Regions from separate parts of the Oncorhynchus kisutch genome. Here region 1 is linked to region 2. Evidence: chromatin contacts called from public Hi-C data. All regions are on one chromosome and are shown on one strand. The core of a region is the stretch at or near the end of the contact, and the rest is flanking DNA. Distances in the headings are between cores, read along the strand shown.

What was found. Hi-C and Micro-C count contacts between places; a contact is called where the count stands out from the background.
Region 1: a Hi-C map of liver shows a contact between it and region 2, with 6 times the contacts expected there. The contact joins the promoter of LOC109908589 here to the promoter of LOC109907257 in region 2. A contact is called at or near these places in 2 of 2 Hi-C or Micro-C datasets (liver and muscle).

Annotation. Positions count from the first base shown.
Region 1 is chrLG17:17,288,891-17,293,012 of Okis_V2, forward strand. It overlaps LOC109908589 (homeobox protein Hox-A13a), which reads left to right and starts at 2,177. Exons shown (of 2, transcript XM_020507256.2): 1 at 2,177-2,935; 2 at 3,372-4,122. The coding sequence starts at 2,266. The coding sequence ends at 3,619.
Region 2 is chrLG17:17,125,984-17,129,642 of Okis_V2, forward strand. It overlaps LOC109907257 (tax1-binding protein 1 homolog A), which reads right to left and starts at 1,713. Exons shown (of 17, transcript XM_031793125.1): 1 at 1,575-1,713; 2 at 662-881. The coding sequence starts at 853.

The sequences.
Region 1 (4,122 bases), core at 927-3,426, 160 kb after region 2:
AAACAACATTGAGTACATTTGTATTGGAAATCATGTGGAACACTAATGTTAATCAATAAGGTTATGTTTTTCAACGTTTTTCGGATTCAGATAGACATTGTTTGAGGCTTTATGTTCTGTCTCATATCTGACGTCTGTAGTAGTATTTATTAGGATCGCCAATTAGGGGATCTACTCTTCTACTCTTCCTGCGGTCCAAGATGACTACGACAGTTTATTAAGTCCCGCATCCATCAAGAATATTCAAATAATAGGCCTACAAAATAAATAACTGGTTTGACGTGCTAATAATGCCTACGTTTGTTACGCGATCTTGCTTTAATATCGAATTCGTAATGGTGGTATTTATACTGTGGCTGAGGCACAGTGCTTTTGACGTTTTTATTAACATTATTATGACGTAATAATAGATGAGAATGCCTATGGAAAAATGCATCCTGAATTATGTGATCGCACCACATTAATAGTATTATGGCGCGAAAATAGGCAAGAATGTCTATGAAAAATGCTTGAATTCTATATGAATGAATCTTTGAGCACTTTTGTTGGCTTCCATTTATAGCCTGAAACAAACGTTGCCATTTGACGGCTTGCATTATTTCATTTAGGCCTATTATTGGTTTTACAGCAATGAAGTTCACTAACTACAACCAAATGACCATATTTTTCATGGCATTATACTGTACCAGAGAAAATAGGATATAGGTAAGTCCAGGCTGGTTTTGCCTATAATATTCTTGCTTTTTTCTCCTGAAACAATATATTTGGAAGGAGAGCCTTAAGGAGAGACATAAACACGACAAAGCAGACAAAACACAACGACATGCCTATACTACTTCACATCATTTTCACCCGTCTTCACCAAAAGTCTCCAAAACACGAGACTGGTTTGCAAATGAAACTTTCCGATTAGCCTACTTTTCCAACGTGTGCAAAACACATGATGCATAACATGTTTCCTTAGACACAACGAGAATAAAACGTTCGAGAAAACAAAATGATAGTAAAAGTTAATGCCCTCCAAAGCTTTCATTAGGCCAGGAATTCTCACCCCTCTTCCGCCCTTTTCAAGAACTCAGCCGGGTCCTTCAAAGACTGAACAACCCAACAGACTCGTCGGCTAGACAGCAACTTTCAACTTGACCTTGGCCTCTAACCGCGTCTACCCCGTAGGCTATGTGAAAAACAACCGAGTTGCCAACATTGAGAACTGTTTTCTGTCTTTGCATATTGTAAACATGTCGGAAGCGAGGGATCTGGTATTTGTTGGGCACACTGTCTATCCGAATTCTCACTAATTTCTTGAATGCTCGAACCTGTCGCTCTAATTTGAGTGATATGAAAACGGGGCATTTTGATTGAGAGCATCTCCCATGGATTTGAGCTGAATTATCTTTAGTTGAAAAATGAGATGGACGTGTTGTTCTAAAGCTTGTTTATTTCCCTTCTTTATTCCACTCCCTATCCGATACGTGTCTCTTGGATGAGTCATCCGTGTTCCCCACAGTGGTTCGGTCTGTTCAAACACTGTTAACATTAGCTAGTAGTCCATCTCCATTGTCGTTTATGGGATATTGGGAAACGTGTCCTTGGCGACCATTCCTTACGCTATGTACTAATTATGTGAGCTGTATTGGGGTGTGTGGCTTTGAATGGATTATACTTTGTGGAATTAATATAGGCCCACCATGTACAAAATAATCAGCAATGACATTGTGTCATAGACATGTTTACACGGACTGCCTTTATGTGCGTAAAAGCAACGTCTATGGATGTATTTAAGTTGGTGAGTCACCGCAGTCTTTTGAACCCGTCTGGACTACTTTTATTTTGCTTTCCAATGATAAAATAAAAACCCTTTTCAAACCAATTTAGGTTTGAAGTGTAACCGTATATAGGAGTGATATATATATATATAATATATATATAAGTATAGATATATAAATATAGATATAGATATTTATTTTTCTATTTACACACGAAACCCTCTCGTTTTGAGCGGCAAAAAGACAAGCCAAATCCCTTGATAGGTACGGTCATCTTACAAAGCCGCATTTTTTCTACATTTAATTATCCGCACTGGGAGATATTTATCGTCCTCTTTGCATAGCCTATCACGTGGCCCCTTCTTGGCCAATAGAGGCGCGACCTTGGTGCACCCGGGCGCGTCAGAGTCGCTTACTCTCTCGGAATCAGTATCTCCTTTTTTCAGCCTCTATGCTTTTTTAAAAAAGAGCCAGAAGCCTCAATGCTGGATGTCGTGCTATGACAACGTCACTGCTCTTCCGTCCTCGCTGGGTCGACCCGTCGGTGATGTTCCTCTACGACAACGGCGGCGGTTCCGATGAAGTGAGCAAGAACATGGACGCTGGCGGTGGTGGTTTTGCGGGAGGCAACTTTGCGGCAAACCAATGCAGGAACCTGATGGCGCACCCCGCGTCCCTCGCTCCGAGCACGGCATACTCGTCAAGCGACGTCCCAACCTCGGGAATGGGCGAGCCATCCAAGCAGTGCAGCCCTTGCTCGGCTGTGCAAAGCTCCTCCAGCGCGTCCCTGCCCTATGGATACTTCGGTAGCGGCTACTATCCGTGCAGAATGTCGCACCACAGTAGCATAAAGTCGTGCGGAACACAGCCCCCCTCTGCGTACGGGGAGAAGTACATGGACACATCCGCTTCGGGCGATGACTTCACCTCTAGGGCCAAGGAGTTCGCCTTCTATCCGAGCTATGCTTCGGTCCCATACCAGCCCGTACCCAGTTACCTGGACGTGCCAGTTGTACCAACTATGAGCGGGCCAGCAGAACACAGACACGAGCCCCTGCTGCCCATGGAGAGCTACCAGCCGTGGGCTCTAACTAACGGCTGGAACGGGCAGGTCTACTGCACCAAGGAGCAGCCTCAGCTCGGACACATGTGGAAATCCTCCATACCAGGTACAACATAGGTAGAGAGCCCTCAGGTTTTACGCAATAAACCAGAACAACTTTTCATTGTGTTTGTTTTTGCTTAATCCACAACAAAATGTTAGAGACGATACCTTTTCTGTAAAATAATATAACGCGTTTGTAAATTCGTTTTTGAGAATACAGTCTTAGAAAAAAGGGTTCCAAAAGGGTCATTCGGCTGTCCCCATAGGACAACCCTTTTTGGTTCCTGGATGAACCCCTTTGGGTTCCATGTATAACCTTCTGTGGAAAGGGTTCTACATGGAACCCAATGGGGTTCTATCGGGAACCAAAAACGGTTATTCGAAGGCTTCTCCTATAGGGACAGCCGAAGACCCCCTTTCTATTTTAGACGTAACCTTTTTTGTGTATGGTTTGTGAACGGCTTACTATATCCATTTCGCTTTCCGTTTTGCTCCACCAGACGCGGTGTCTCCTGTGGGAGGGGACCTGAGCTCCTTCCGACGTGGAAGAAAGAAGCGCGTGCCATACACCAAGGTGCAACTGAAGGAACTTGAGCGCGAGTACGCGGCCAATAAATTCATAACAAAGGACAAACGAAGGAGGATATCGGCCCAGACGAACCTGTCCGAGCGACAGGTCACTATCTGGTTTCAGAACAGACGCGTTAAGGAGAAGAAGGTGGTCGTCAAAGTGAAGAGTATCAGCTAGTTTTGACTGACATACAACAATGGGATGGGAATTGAACACACACACACACACAATATGCTATTCACGCCTTTTGATTGGAACAATTTAACCCTTATTTCCCACCGAACATGGTTCACAAATATACTCTGCCAAATGCGTGCCGAGACATTTATGGAACGAAAATGTAGAAAAACTCTGGACCTTCCATTTTCCTCCATTGTGTATTGTTTTCGGTGAATGGAGACCAAAGCAAGGAGAAAGTTAGGGACGTATAATTTTTGCAACTGGCATGCAGTAACCTCAGGAAAACAGACACTCTAACTTCACCGTGTGGAGAAAAAAAACATTTGGAAATCCCCAGGAAGTGACGGCCTTTAGGATTATAGCTTCCACGGTTAAATATTAATCCGTTCCATTACCCCTTCAACACTCCACTAAACACGTGCATCTTAATTTAAAGTTTAGCTTCTTCAAACGGTTCTCCTGCTCTCACTCATAACCAATCCAAGGTGCAATCCCGCTTG
Region 2 (3,659 bases), core at 463-2,962:
AATGGCCAATCTTCTCGTTGGAGGCACGACGAGGCGTGACGGCCAATCTTCTAGTTGGAGACACGACCAGGCCTAACGGCCAATCTTCTAGTTGGAGACACGACCAGGCCTAACGGCCAATCTTCTAGTTGGAGACACGACCAGGCCTAACGGCCAATCTTCTAGTTGGAGACACGACCAGGCCTAACGGCCAATCTTCTAGTTGGAGACACGACCAGGCCTAACGGCCAATCTTCTAGTTGGAGACACATGACGAGGCCTAACGGCCAATCTTCTAGTTGGAGACACGACGAGGCCTAGCGGCCAATCTTCTAGTTGGAGGCACGACGAGGCCTGACGGCCAATCTTCTAGTTGGAGGCACGACGAGGCCTAACGGCCAATCTTCTAGTTGGAGGGTCATGAGGCTACATTTAGGCCCAGTGACGACTGCATAGGATGACTGCATAGCGTCTTATGAATCAATGCTCTATACAGTGTGAGAAGTACTGATGCAGAGCTAAGGGAGATCTAGTGTCGCTCACCCAGTCTTTGGGTGGGGTGTAGCTTAAAGATGCCCACCGGTCGTTGGGGGGTGGGTTGTAAATAGGGTAGGGTGTACCTTAAAGATGCCCACCAGTCTTTGGAGTGGGGAGTGATGTAGGATGTGTGTGTTTGTGTTACCTTAAATATTCCCACCCAGTCTTTGGGGTTGGGGGTGATGTACGAGGTGAGGGTGTAGCAACACTCCAGTGCCTCCTGGGGCAGGAAGCTCTTCCCAACGTTTTGGAAGATGACATGGGCAAAGTTTGATGTTTCCATGACGCCGATGACACTGCTGGGCAAAGAGCCCACCACCTGGAACGATGACATCATATCCTGTTTGTCACTTCATTTGTCCGAACTGCAGGGAAAATTTGTAATAGAGAGAATTTGGGAAAGAATATAGGGAAGGGATATGAAAACATTTCTGATTGGGCATGCATATCCCCCCCCCCTCACACACACACATCATATTGACATTTTACCCACTGACATGTAACATGGAAGAATTCCAAGCCTGCCTAAACATGTTAAAATAACGACATGATGGCAAACAGACTGCATGAGATCATGTCAAATAAAAACCACAATATAGGCTTCCAAAAGCTGAAGCGAGTGATCGCCCAAACAAGGACAGCCAAATGTAACACAGCCAGCACAGGTCTCATTTACCACAGGCGAACGGGGAGTTGCTAACTATAGCTAGGTAGCGAGCTAATATTCCCTTGGCATTTTCCAAGAGCCTGTATCTGACACAAACACGCTTAAGATGATTAGCTAGATAGCTATAATGTTCGCATATATAACGTTGCCCTAACGTAACTATCATGTTCATTGAAAAGTGGATCGATTAAGATCTCCGCATTAACCTTCAAGGGCCTTGTAGCTAACTAACGTCACGTTGGCTAACGGATCTGACAACAAACTAGCTTATATTGTTAGCTAGCTAGCAATAATCTCAGTGTTAGCTATAGCTATACGTCTTGCTAGTAGGCCAAATCCCCTAGCAATATGACAATCACAGATATTTATTCCGCTTGAATCGATTCATTACCTGTCTTACGAATCCAAACTGCGACAAATTGTGTTTTGAAAGCCAAATGTGTCAGTCCAAACGCGGTTGTGGAAATATCTTCAACCCCCGTTGTCAAAGCATTGAAGATGCTGATGCTTTTCCTGAAATGTGAAAACTGATGGTGTCACTTCCGGGATGGGTTGGTGGCGGTGCTGAGGAGAGAGATTCCATTTCCACCACGCGCAAATTCCAATGAGGTGATGCCGCAAAACAATATATTTGCAAGTATAAACCAATAAAGCAATTAATGAATATACAGTAGCTATCTCTGGCAAATGTCAGGTTATTTGCCCAGTTGCTGCATCTTGCACTGGGAATAGAGCGAAACGTATACAACACAGAGTGATGATGGAGTGAGTCGCTGGGGGTTCTAGGGGGCGGCGGGTAGCCTAGTGGTTCGCGCGAATCCCTGAGTTGACAAATCTGTCGTTCTGCCTCTGAACAAGGCAGTTAATCCACTACCTAGGCCGTCATTGTAAATAAGAATTAGGGTCCATCAGGTTTAGCTAAAATGCAAAAAAATGTGAAGTCAATTTGATAAAGCTGTAATCTTAATAGACGTGACCCTGTAAACGCCCAGGTCAAGGAGAAATAAGCATGGCTGCCTTGTCAGGTCAAGGAGAAATAAGCATGGCTGCCTTGTTCAGAGAGTGTCGGAATCTATTGCAAAGGTGCAATACTCTTGTCGACCTGGATCTCGGTAACGTGTTTACATGTTTTTCTATTTTCCACCATCTTTTTCCCGGTGTGCATGTACATAATAGATCAAAATGGCTGTTTTTCTGCAAATCTTCTGAACAGTTGGTTACCCACTGTGTTTTTGTTTTATCTTTATTTAACTAGGCAAGTCAGTTAAGGACAAATTCTTGTTTACAATGACGGCCTACCCAGCCAAACCCTGCCCTAACCCGGACGACCCCAGACGACCCCAGACGAAGCTGGGCCAATTGTGCACCGCCCTTGGAACTCCTAATCACAGCCAATTGTGATAGTAGTGTAGTGATGCCTCTAGCACTGAGATGCAGTGCCTTAGACCGCTGCGCAACTCTAGAGCCCATACAATTTCCTCCCAAGTTGTTGTTAACGAAATATGAACATTTTAACTATGAACTGATTGCTTGTAACAATGGACATGGCTATACGCTCATCTCTCACATCCCTATCCGTCAATTCTTTAAAATCATGTTTCCTTCACTCTTCATGTGACCAACTGGATGGAACACAACGTTATTCGTGGCTGGAGTAACTACCAGCATGCCTGCACAAGCCTGATCATTTTAATTAATGACAAGGCTCCCCTAGGACGGTGAACTCAGTCAGCGTCTCAATTTACTGTTGACAGTTATAATAGTAGACTACACAAGGTGCAATTTCGAAATTTGGTTGGTCACATGGTTGGTTTAAATTTTATTGGTCACATGCATGTGATTAGCAGATGTTATTGCGGGTGTAGCGAAATGCTTGTGCTTCTAGCTCCGAAAGTGCAGTAATATCTAACAAGTAATGTCTAACAAACAACACAAGATATACCCAATACACACAAATCTAAGTAGGAATGAATTTAGACTATATACATATGGACGAGTGACTTCAGAGCGGAACGGCTAAGATATAGTATAGAAAACAGTATATACATATGAGATGAGTATGCCAGATATGTAAACATTAAGTGACTAGTGTTCCATTTCTTAAAGGGGCCAGTGATTTCTAGACTATGCCTAAAGGCAGCAGCCTCTAATGTGCTAGTTGATGGCTGTTTAACAGTCTGATGGCCTTGAGATAGAAGCTGTTTTTCACCCTCTTGATCCCAGCTTTGATGCACAGTTAGTGTTATGTCATAGCCCAAGAATGTACTTTAATTAAGGAGTGTCCTATCGTTACTCTTTAAGGTCCAAGGACCGTATGTTGTTTTCAGAGGTAGGCTTGCATCTAAACGTTAATTGATTCTCAATTGTAAAACTGTTCTAGAAACATAAACCCTTTTACTTTCATAGCACATCAAAATATTTTAACTAATGCAAAATCTACTGACTGTACACTTTTAACCGGCTTCATCACAGTTGC